2 separate regions of the Rattus norvegicus genome follow, and region 2 is linked to region 1. The links are chromatin contacts, called in public Hi-C maps. All regions are on one chromosome and are shown on one strand. Each heading gives the region's core, a stretch centred on a gene start, on an enhancer-like site or on the middle of the called end of the contact. The rest is flanking DNA. Distances are from core to core; before and after follow the strand shown. Region 1 overlaps Tgfbr3 (transforming growth factor beta receptor 3). Region 2 has its middle 30 kb from the start of Cdc7.

Region 1 (6,004 bases), core at 1,077-3,576:
TAACTCCACCTGTCAGCTCTGTTCATTTTATTACACACACACACACACACACACACACACACACACACACACACACGAGGGAGAGTTCCATAAGTTTAGACCTTTTTTATTAAAATCTGCCGTGTTGTGCTCTTCTTCCAAGTCTGAGACCTCCACTCCTTTCTCCCTCCTCATTCTAAAACCCATTTAGGATTACTCCCAGCCTGAATGGTCTTTGTGTAACGTACTCCATGTTACCTTCCCTGAGCCAACTGAGGACGTTAGAAACGGGTGGTATCTACATCAGTCTCTTACAGATAGGCAGACCAAGAACTATTTCCTTCCTCCCAGGCTGCGTTCTAACTGCTGTGACTGTTCGAATGTGCACACCTTATCCCCTTCCCAGGAGAATTCAGCACCTCGCCACACAGCATCTCAGCGACCAGCCAGAGAGCACCTGCTGTATGCCCCACAACTTCTCATTTAATCCTCAACCACCCACAGAGGTGGATGCGTCCTTTAAGTTGCTAAGCAACCCCAAGGTCGCCAACTAAGAAGCCCTGGACCAGGATTTGAGCCCAAGTCTGTCTAATTCCACAGTCTATGCTCTTAGTCACTGTAAACAGGGGCTCCGCCAGAAATAACTAACAACCAGGAAAAAAAATAGAAAAGAAAGGGGCGCTGCACATTCCTACATCACTGTGGGCATTGGTTGGGGACAAGGGGACAGCTCCTAGATGATGAGGGCTGACACAGGGACAAGCTACTTTGTTTTGAAATCAGTGTAGCAAAGTTTGGTCAGCAATTACATGTCTCTTCATCCATTGATTCAACAAAAATTTAGAATTAACTTGTGTGTTGGACACTCCAGGAGCTAAACACAGGTTAGTGACTTAGGCTCATCCTTGTTGTCATGGAGTCTGGCTTCAGGGGATCAGGAAAACAGAACAGGTTTGGTGATGCTGAGTCTGGGCTAGACTGGTCTCCCGGGAGAGGTGACATTTAAGCAGAGAAGAGAGAAACACTGTAACAAGAAAAGGCCAGCCAGGTGGTGAGAGAAGCAGATGCAGAGGCCCAAGAGAAGTCATGAATGGAGCACAAAGCCCACCACAGTTACAATGTAGTGGGAGGTGTGGTCCCCTCCGCCCCCAGTGATCAGGATCCGAACCTGACCTGTAAGAAGGGGGTTGATTCTAAGTCCCTCCCAGGGCTTTATAAGGGATAAATAAATAAATAAAGTGTAAGCACAGAACACCTAGAATGCTATTGGGTGCCTAGGACCCAGTTCAACAAGTCACTGATAGTCCTGTCGTTTTATCTCATATATGATATAAGGTATATTATATTGACATATATGGTATCACATACCAGCTTATTTCTAACCTGATCATCTTTAATCCCAGGGGAAACTATACTGCTGGCTTTATAATGGCTTCCTCAAAGTCTTGGACTCCCTGTCCTGAGAAGACCAGATTGGTATTATTTCAATAGACATAGGAGACACAATGGCTCCGGCCACACTCTTTGACCCCCATGCCCTGGGCTCCCCAAACCTGACTCTTCAGGAGGAAAATTCATGGCCTTTAGGATTAAGTTAATGCTTCCTGAAGTCTCCACCCATCACTAGTATCACAGAGAGAACTAGCTTCACAAACAGTCCTCGAATCTGAGAAGGGTTAAAACTTCACTTCGTATCAAAGATGGGCTAGGGGTGAGATGGCTCAGTGGGTAGGGATGCTTGCTGTCTAGCCTACCAACCTGAGCCTGATCCCGGAGCCCACATGATAGGAAAAAACGGATTTCTACAGAGTTGCTTTCTGAACCCCTCCCACAGGTGCACACATGTGTCCACGCACACAAATAAAACATAACAAAAATCAATCTTCAAAAAATATTCTAAGATGGTAAAGTGGATGCAGGAGGGTCTTGAGTTTGAGGCTAGCCTGGACTACATGAGACCATCCCAAACTAATAATTAAGTATAGTAATTTAATTTCCTCCCATGTCCTTCTTGCCTGGAGTGGAACATTTCCTTTCAAAGAAAATAGGACAAGGAAGAAAGAAAAATAAATCATTCAAGGTAAGGAGGCCTGGCAGACTCCAGGCTATTGTAGCACGGGCCCTAAGCAGGGCAGATCTGGAGGGTTCAGTGAGCTGCCAACGGGATGAACTCAGAGCCAAAGGGGGACGTTGGGGCCATGTGAGAGCTGCCTTCTGCTCTGCACAACCTCTCCCCAAATCCCTTCCTCTGCTGCTGGGCTTATTTTTCATCTTTTTATCAGGATGGGTTAAAGGGCAAACCACAGGCAGAGAGAAACCACAACAAGCCTGTGCCTGCTGGAATGGGAATCTCCCAAACCACTTGTAAGGCCGGGGAGAGTCGCCCAGTGTCCCAGCCCAACCTGTCTTCAGTGAGGCTGTCAAAGTTCAGATTCTCCCCCTCCCGGCAGAGCAGACATCTGAGTGTATGCTATGTGGAAGCTATCAAAACCTCCCAGGTCCTGAATCTTCTGACTTGCTCGTCCACTCAACAAACACTACAGTTCCGAGGGACTTGCTCCACACCACTTACTGCCTCCAATACAACATGGCACAAAATGTGCAAGTCCCTGCCCTGGGAGCTCTGGGGACCAGCATGGCACATTACTCAATACTGGGTGGCAATAAACACAGAAGAAACCACTCTTTCCTACTTGTTCTCATTAGGCCTTTAGGAGTAGGTAAACCAGCATCATGGAGCTTTCTGAAGCCTGCCGATAGACAGCTTGCATGCTCAGCCCTCATGGCAGCTGCCATAGCTGTTCATGCAGCAGCAGCAACTGGAAAAACAACAACAACAAAACAAACCAACACCTACCCAGCTGAGCTAATACCCATCTGCAAGAAGCAGTGAAGCTCAGGCAGCCAGGAAGCACACACAGAAGTCTTTAGTTTCTTTGTTTTCACTAAGGATCTACAGGAAGTGAACTTCAGATACTTGGGAGGACAGAATAGTCCCCAGAAGACTGATTTATTAAAGGCATCATGTGGAGAGGTACAACCTTCAGGAAGCAGGTTATAGCGAGAGGACTTTGGGCCATTGAGGACAGGCCCCTGAAGAGGTAGTGAGAGCCCAGCCTTTTCTGTCCCTGCCTAGACATGAGGTGAATAATAATGTTGTTCTGTAATGCTTCCCACCTCGAGCGCTGCCTTACCACATGCCCACACAACAGAGACAGTTCTGAACAAGGCCCTCCAAAACAGTGAGTCAAGAGAAACCTTTTTCTCCTGATAAGTTAATGATCCCAGGAATCCTGTTATGGTGATGAAAAGCTGACTGAAACCCTCAATTTTAATCTAGATAGTCCACAGGAAGGAAGGGCTTTCGTGAGCTAGCAAGAGTAGTCATTTCGGAGAGGAACAATGCTAAGCTTCAGCAGAAGAGCTAATGACAGATGTGGTGGTTTGAATATGCTTGGCCCAGGGAGGTGTGGCCTTGTTGAAGTGGGTGTGGCCTTCTTGGAGGAAGTGTATCACTGTGTAGGTGGGCATTGAGATCTTCCTAGATACTTGCAAGACAGTCTTCTCTTGTTTGCCTTTGGAACAAGATGTAGAACCCTCAGCTTCTCCAGTGCCAAGTCCGCCTGGATGCTGCCATGCTTCCACCATGATAGTGGACTGAACCTCAGAACCTGTAAGCCAGCCCCAGTTAAATGTCCTTTATAAGGGTTGCCTTGGTCATGGTGTCTGTTCACAGAGTAAAACTTTTAAGATAGCACAGGAGGCTGGAAGGAAGAGCAGGACACGGTAGAAGGAAGAGTGGTTATAAAGGGGACGGGATGTGAGCACACGTGTTGCACTTGGGAAGACAGAGTCGCCTCAGGTGAACACAATGAGGTTCAAGAAAAGCAGAGGGGGAAACGGCTGAAACTTTAATAATCATACAGTCCATGCTAAGGAGAAAAGAATCACAAATCTGTATGACCCAAGAGACACAAAGCCAGATGTGCTTTCAAAGGTACCATGGACGAGAACTTGGGAGAAAGATGCAGAAGCCACAAAAAAAAAAAAAAATAATAATAATAATAATAATAATAATAATAATAGCTGGAAGTTGATGGGAATAGTCCAGGTGCTGGGAAGACCTGGGAGAAGGAGAGGGGAGAATGGTGTCCTCAGAGATGGGCCTGTTAGATACTCACACCACTCAAGTGGTGGGGAAGGCTTTCTCTTCAGTGGACTCCCTTCATATACTTCGTAAACCACAAGAAAGAAAAGTGGCCGGGGCTGGCCTGAGGAGTTCCAGCAGCTATGCCCTGCCCCCCAACTGTTATAACTGTCATCTGCAAACCCTCAACGGGACCCTCCCGGGGTTATGCTAATTTAAGTGAAAAGTCAAAACAAAAGCCACCAATCCCTGAACAGGAAAACCCACCAATCCCTGAGCTCCCCCAAGCTCAGGACTTGAAATCCCACCAATCCTCACCCTGAAAATCACCCTAGAAAGCTCCACCCCACAAAAGCCCCTATAACCTTGTCCAGTTCCCTGCAGCTGTCTGTTCCCTCCCAGGAGCATAAGCCTCCCGGACTCGTCTCTCCATACCCCTGACCTTCCAATAAATCTCTTTCATGAGCTTTGCTACCAGGTGTGATTGTCTCATACAAGAAGACAAGCAATAAAGAAAAGAGACAGAGCAGACCCCTGAGCTTCTCTGCTCAGCTAGGGATACTCTCCCCTAGAGAGTAGGGAGCTGAGGAGGCTTCCTCTCAGAGCTGTGTGTCTCAGGACGCCCTTCCATTAGGACACTGTCCCACCTCACAGCTATGTGGTTCCTGGCCTTCCAAGTCCCAGGACACCTTCCCATCCAATCAGAAAGACCAACAGTGCTGAGCTCAGACCACATCGATGGACAGGGGGACAGCAGCAAGGATGACAGGGATGGTGAGCTCAGACTACATCGATGGACAGGGGCATAGCAGCAAGGATGGCATAAAAATTGAGGAGAACCATGAGTATACAGTACATTAGAAGGTAGCCTTAATTTAATGGGGGGATCTGTTTGAACCACATGAGGCTGCCTACATTGCTGTGAATATGACTCTAAAATAGAAAACTGGAGATTTCTAGAATGGATATGGTCATTGATTATATGTAGGCTAAGAAGAAAGATAGACGAGGAAAATGTTAACTGTGGATGTCCCCCACCAGAACCTACACTGACATTCAATCTCCTTTATGAAGGAGTCAGAGGACAGAGCTGGACCCAGCTGTGGTGACTGGAGGCAAGGCCACTGTGAGATGGCAATTAAAGCTTAGTGGTGTCATACGGCTAGGGCCCTGAGGAGAGGCACCTGAGCTAGGATGCTGTTTGCCCCTTATGTTATCTGGGGACTCCACAGAGCCCCTCTACCACCAGCAGTAACAAGTGCCTCACCAGTCAGTCTCCCAGACTTTCTAAATCACTCAGTCTCGGCTATTTCGTGGTAGCAACAGAAAATGTGCTAACATAAATGCCAACAAACATATTCGATATTGAACATGAAACCCGAAGAGAGGGCAGGAACTCAGCAGACGAGAGAGAACTAGTTCTGAGAAAACCATAGAAGAGAACACCAAGAGAGGGGCAGAATGAAGCAGCAGGTTTGGGAAGATCTTGTTCACCCTCTATTGGGAAGGTTAAGATGAAAACCATGCTGGCTGTGACCGGCTGGGAATAGAAAGGAAACTTCTTAGACACCTGGGTCTCCAGGACCCCACGAATCCTGCAAGCGGCAGCGGGCACCTTGAAAGGCTAGCCTTTGGGCTCTAGGTGTAGCTCAGTTGGTAGAGTGCTTGCCTACTGCAATCAAAGCCCTTGGTTCGAGCCCCAGCACTGCATAACCAAACATGATAAGGCAGACCTAGAATCCCAACTCCTGGGACCATCGGAAGTTTATGGTCACCCTTAAAACTTTGAGTTTGAAGCCAGCCTGTGCACATGACACCCCATCTTTAGACAGACAGACAGACAGACAGACAGACAGACAGAGAAGCTAGCTGCTTCTG
Region 2 (6,004 bases), core at 939-3,438, 290 kb before region 1:
TCCATGTAACCAAGGATACCCTTGAGCTGCCTCCTCTTTCCAAGGGCTGGGGTTACAGGCTGTGCCACCATGCTCACAGTGCTTGCTTTATAAGGACACATCCACGCTTTGTGTGCATCGCCTCTAGCTTTTCTGCAGACAACCCAATGATTTAGACAAGAAACTAGAAGGACAGAAAGACGAAAAGGCTCCTGCATAACTTTCTAAGAGTCTCCCCGCAGCCCCATCCCCAACTCATAAAAAACGCAACTGGAATGGAGGCAGGACTCCAGCATGGTGCTTCAGTTCAGGATAGGCCAAAGGGACTACGAAGTTTCTATTCCCCGGGGACGTCTGTGACTTCCTCGGGGACCTGCAGTGAAGTATAGGTCTCTTGGAGGAGGAGACTACACTTTCATTTCTTTACATTTCTTACCACTAAAGAGACACCAGTCGTCAGCCGAAACTTTAGAGTTGCCTGGGAACTTGACCCCGTGAAGGGATTTCCAAGACCCACCAGAACGATCCCAGTCTAAAGATAGTCTCTTTAATTCTTAGACATCTAAAGGGTTATACTGTTTGCCTGTCGTGAACTGTCTGTCCTGAGGCCTCCCAGCTCCCCCGAGGTCCCATCCATCTTGGTACTAATCTCTCCCCCCCAAGCCACTGGCACTTTGTTCCCAGAACATTGACCTCAGCAGAGGAGAAACAGCTGGTGGACAGTTTATCCACAGTAACCCTTCGAAGCCTTGTGCAAGAGACCAGTGAGCACAGTTTTCATAATTCTCCTATAGTCTCATTTTTCAGCTCTTGCTCATGTGTCAAATGTCACAGCATTTAAAAAAAAAATGCCAGTGCCTATAAAATACCACAGAAAGGCAAAAATGTCCCCGCTTGACATATACATGCAGGAAGGACCCTACTTCTGGAGGCTTTTGAGTTTCTTTTTTCGGGGGGTGGAGTGGGGTAGGGGGTTAAAGATAGCTCCAATTCTAAAAGTATCACGTCAGTTCCCAAAACTTGTTTGTTCTGAGAAGCCCAACATTGCTGTGTCCAAATTGCATTTATAAAATTGTATCCATCAACCAGGAGCAATATAAGTTGTTAGAAATGCATTCCGGCTTCTTAATTTTAAAAGTACGTCCCTCGGAACACGAGCTTCTAAGTCCCTCTGTGCTGGGGACTGAGGGAGGGGTATCTCTGAGCGTCTGGGCATTGAGTGGGGGCCTCAGATATTCACATTTAAAAGTATGAACAGCACAACCAGGGAACGTTTTAGTGCCTCCTTGCTTACCCTTCATCAGCTGTAAAAGAAACTTTGACTGGAGGAGCATGAAGTAAGGGGGGTGAGCCAAGACCGAAAGGAGTCTCAGCTGCAAAGCGGGGTTTATGTGCCTGCAGTCTGGAGGGGTAAAGGTGGCCCCTAAATACAGCATCAGAACAGAGATGCAGTGGGCCCCCTCTCCCCTCCCCTCCCCTTCCTCCATGTCTTCTTTCAGACGTGATTGTATTTCTTGAGAACATTCCTGCATATTTTTCCTGAACTTTTCTGTGAAGTACATCTGAGGGGCTGGCGGGGAGAGGGGAGTGGCTCAGCAGTTAAGAACAGTCAATGCTTTTGCAGAGGATTCAAATTCAGTTCCCAGCACCCACGCTAGGCACCTCCACGGGCACCTGAAGTCACATGCAGATACCCAAACACATAATTAAAAGTAAAATAAATCAGTAGCAATGATAACAAAAGAATAACGCACATCAGGGTATTCTGTTTATAGTTGGATTTTTTCTTTCTTTTTTCTTTCTTTTTTTTTCTTTTTAAATTTTACATGTATGGATATTTTGCCTGCATGCCTGTTCACTGTGTGCACGCCAGTTTCCTGCAGAAGGTGTCAGACTACCTGGAACTGGAGTTAAGTATGGCTTGAGCTCGGATGTGGATGCTGAGAATGAAACCCACGACCTCTGCAAGAGCAAGCTCAACTTCTGGTTCACTGTCCAAGCCCCCTTGTTGTTCGTTTAAGTTTACACGGGAGCTCGCGTAACCGAAACCGGCCTGGAACTCCTGATCCTCTCTCTGCCTCCCTGGAGCAGAGGTTGTAGGTGTGGGCCACCAGAGCCAGCTGTATCAGACTTCTTAACTCACTGAGTAACAGAACCCGGATGCTATGACCCTGGAGCTGTGCGCTGTGACATCGCCTCTGGCCACCAGATGGCAGACGTTCCTTCGGCATGTTCCGTGAGGCGGCTGCCTGGGACGCTTGGGTATCAGTAAGACTTGGAAGGCATAAAAACAAAACATGGGCTCTCACAGGCGAACCGAGCTCCTGGTGGTTTAACCGTGCTCTACTCACCTCTGTTCCTTCTCTGGGCGTTTGCAGATCCCTATTTGTAGCACTTCCCCTCAGCCGCCTGCGCCTGGCTGGCTGCCAGTAAGACGGCACGGCACCTGACTTCATCCTTCGGGTATCACCAAAGTGGTACCACCTTTCCTGCCCAGTCCCCCGCTTGTGAACACACTGTGCCCTGTTCAAACACTGCCTTCTCAAACATCCTGGCTTACTTATCGTCTCTCCTTTGGCACAAGACACAGAACCCCAGAGGAAGGGATGGCTTTGCTCCCACAATAGGAGAAGGACTTCATTCAGGTCTGTATTACCAGTCCCTCCTGTCTATTGTCTAAGACTGTGGCCTGATGGATAACCAGGCTGTATGTATCTAATGTGCATGCCTTTGTGTCGCTGAGGCTAAGTACACAGCATACTACCATAGAATATATGCTCAGTCAGGTAAGATGCAATAGGGGTTGCCTAATAGGCTTGATGCTGGCTTAGATTTTCAGTGACTGAATGGAGGATTAATCACAGATTTTGTAGGAGGTTAAACATCACCTGCAAAGCAGGAATTTATGGAAGCTGTAGGAAGATGTTTGTGTGAAATAAAATATGCCCCACACCCATGTTGGTCTAGACCGTTAGCTATGAGAAACAAACAAAGCTGAGCACAACAGACTTGACCAAGAGAAACCCTTCAAAAGATACATCCTCAGCTCTTCCGTCTAGGACAGCCCATTTGTAAATGAGTGCGAGATTATATCGGATGTCCTGCCCTTGATGATTATAAGGACCTGGTCAAGGGACCCCTGTCCAGTTTGACTGTAAATGTGTGTGTGTATGCCCGTGCACGCCTGTCCTTCTCGGCCTCTAAATAGAGGGTTCTAAGCTCTCTAACCCAGCAGTGGAGGCCAATCATTAAGCTAAGAGACAGCTGACTTCTGGAAACGAAGCTGTGTGTTAAGGGTAGTGAGACGCCTTGCAAATCTTTCTAAGTCTTTGGGTGTGAGCAGAAATGCTGGCCGCTTCCCTGCCCCCACCTTCGGAGCTGGAAGGAGGAAAGCTGCTCCTGAAGTTTGTCAGGCTCATTCTCTCCCTCCAATATGCCCACCGTCCTGTTAGTGGCCGGTGGCATGGCTGACTGTATTTCCATGGTAAACTCCAGCAAGGACGTTCAAAGCATCCCCAGGGTCTTTCCTCTCTGCCATCTGCTTCCTTCCTAATTCCCTTCTTCAGCCTCCCCTTTCTGTACATCTTCACCCCAACCTCTGCCCCAGCCCCTGTGAAATAAGGGACAAAAACCACTGCCTCCCCCATCAGATCCCAACCTGCCTTTTGCCCCGGACAGATCACGAGATACACCTTGGTGCACTCAATAAAGAGGGATTGTTTTGGTAATCCAAGCAAAGCTAAGAATGTTTAAATTCCTCCCACTCTCTCCTCACCACAATGTGAGATGAATCCAACTATGTTGTAAGAGCGTGGCCACAGGCCTGCACTCTTAAGCTGAGAAACGTTGCAGCAAACTTTCCTTGTATAGCAATGTTATCAGCCAAGAACTCTGGCCTTAGCCCTGCCATTGAGAAATCTGGAGAACTTTCTCCTTGTCCACATGGACTTTCAGAAGTTTCTGCCTAGTCGGCATCTGTAGTGTTCATAATATGTGATGATGTAAGGATGCTGTGGTGACTTCTCTCCTCAGAGACCATTTGTACTTTTGGTCCAATAGAGGCTTAGCAATATTTCGGGAACCCTCAAGCCTGATGCTCTGTGGCACATTTAAGGGATGGTAGATGTTAGAACTGGCAGTTGGGATGCATGCAGTAGATGGCAGTGAGAACACTGCGTCCCTTCCATGTGTAAGCATGTGTGTGCGTGTGAGAGAGTGTGTGCATGTGCACGTGTGTATGTGCACGTGCACTCGTGTGTGTGTGCGCGCACGCATGTGTGTGCATGTGCACTCATGTGTGTGTGTGTGTGTGTGTGTATTTCCCAGCATATGATGAAGTTGGCCTTTACCTTTTTAGTTTTCTCTGAGTATAAATTTTGGAGAATTTCATTTTCCCTGTTCTTTGTGCACATACTCGTGTACATGTATAAGGAGAAGTCAGACAATCTTAGGCCTCCAGGGGCATTCCCTTCCCCCCTTTAGAGGTAGGGTCTGTCATTGACTTTGAATTGGCTGAGTGGGTTAGGATGACTGGCAAGGTAACTGCTTGTCTCTGTTCCCCAGTGCTGAGATTACAAGGCACTCACTATATCTGTCTGTCTGTCTGTCGTCTATTTACCTATCTATAATCAATCTTTCTATTGGTGCTATTACCAATTTATTTACCCATTTATTGCTTTTTAGACAGTATCACTGTAGAGTGTTGGCTGACCTATAATGCTCTCTGTAGACCAGACTGGTCTTGAACACAAAGGTCTTGCCTCTGCCTTCCAAGTGCTGGGAGTGCTGGTGTGCACCACCACACCTGGCAAATGGAAATGCATTTATTGATTTGAGGGCAGGGGGAGCAGGGTTTTACCATGTGGCTCTGGTTGGGCTAGAACTCACCCCGTAGACCAGGCTGACTTCAAACCCACCGAGATCTGTGTGTTTCTGTCTCCGTCTGAATCCTGGGATTAGAGGTCTGTGCTGCCACGGCTGGTTTACACTCAGCCTTTCTTCCATGGGTTCTAGGGATCAGGGCATGGGCTGCAGACTGAGCTGTCTCCCAGCCTTCTATTCCCACTGTGGTTAGAGGCACCCCATACCATTTCGGCTTAATGTCTGTGGTCAGAAAGCCTTAGTACTTTGTCCTTTAGGAACATAGCTTCTTAATCTTGCCTGGAGGCAGCATCATGGTTTATATGCTTGTCATCCTTGAGCAGTTGATAGCTAGTGTTAGTCTTTAGATCTCAGATTCCTCTCTCTGCCCACCTAGGATCCGGCGCAGTCTTTTGCCTACGGCTGGCGTTCGGTGATTATTGGTTGGCGCAAAGCTTGCTGTGCTTGGAGCTGTTTGCTGTGACCTTTCCACTATCCCTTCCTTTCCAGGACCTTAAATCTTTGGTATGTTGCAGAAGAGGCGGACACGTGAAGGGATGGGCAGGAAGAAGGAATGGGTAGGAGACAGGCAAGGCTGAGCTGCTGTGACGGGCAACCTCAAAGGCCTAGGAATGCATTAAAGCCCTAGGGTGATTAGAGGAAGTGACTGGGCAGTGAGAGCCCTGTCCCAGTGCTGGAAGACATGGGCTGTGCACTGGCTGTTTAGAAAGGTGTGCATCAGGACCTATGGATTAATTAGTAGGATACTTCGAGGTCCCTAATGGGTCACTAGGGCGTTAAAATACAATGGGAACAATGGTTAATATGTTCCTACGTGGGGGACCAAGACTTGAGCAAGGAAATGGGAGTTGAGTCTAACTCAAAAGATGTCAGGTGCTAGCCAAGGAGTTTGGGTTTCAGCTCCACGGATGGTGTTCTGCGACATCCCAGGAACCCTAACCAGGAAAATGATACAAGTTTTCCCATTTATCAGGAAGGCAACACTGTTGTTTCTGGATGAGGTGGAGGAGAGAGAATTTAAGGACCCCGAGAGGCACCAGATGTGGACATCAGGGGAAGAGGGAAACAGAAACGAACTGTCATGTTTCAAGCCCTTGTGACTAGAAGATTCTCTTGCTGTTGATTCATACAAGAGTCTGGGGGA

What was found. A called contact is a pair of places that touch in the nucleus more often than the background predicts.
Region 2: a Hi-C map of Schwann cells shows a contact between it and region 1, with 7 times the contacts expected there. The contact joins two enhancer-like sites. A contact is called at or near these places in 9 of 12 Hi-C or Micro-C datasets (the A7r5 cell line, Schwann cells, frontal cortex and 5 more) and 1 of 1 datasets of contacts at active chromatin or transcription factors (oligodendrocytes).

Annotation. Positions count from the first base shown.
Region 1 is chr14:2,642,148-2,648,151 of GRCr8, reverse strand. The region is part of intron 1 of Tgfbr3 (transforming growth factor beta receptor 3); the gene reads right to left. Among named protein-coding and RNA genes, the nearest start is that of Tgfbr3, 11 kb to the right of the region's middle. Within about 2 kb of position 2,326, at least 2 of the 93 cell types and tissues checked have an H3K27ac peak or open chromatin away from gene starts, as enhancers often do. A contact at or near this core is called in Schwann cells, where this site is marked.
Region 2 is chr14:2,936,820-2,942,823 of GRCr8, reverse strand. No RefSeq gene overlaps it. Among named protein-coding and RNA genes, the nearest start is that of Cdc7, 30 kb to the left of the region's middle. Within about 2 kb of position 2,188, at least 7 of the 93 cell types and tissues checked have an H3K27ac peak or open chromatin away from gene starts, as enhancers often do. A contact at or near this core is called in Schwann cells, where this site is marked.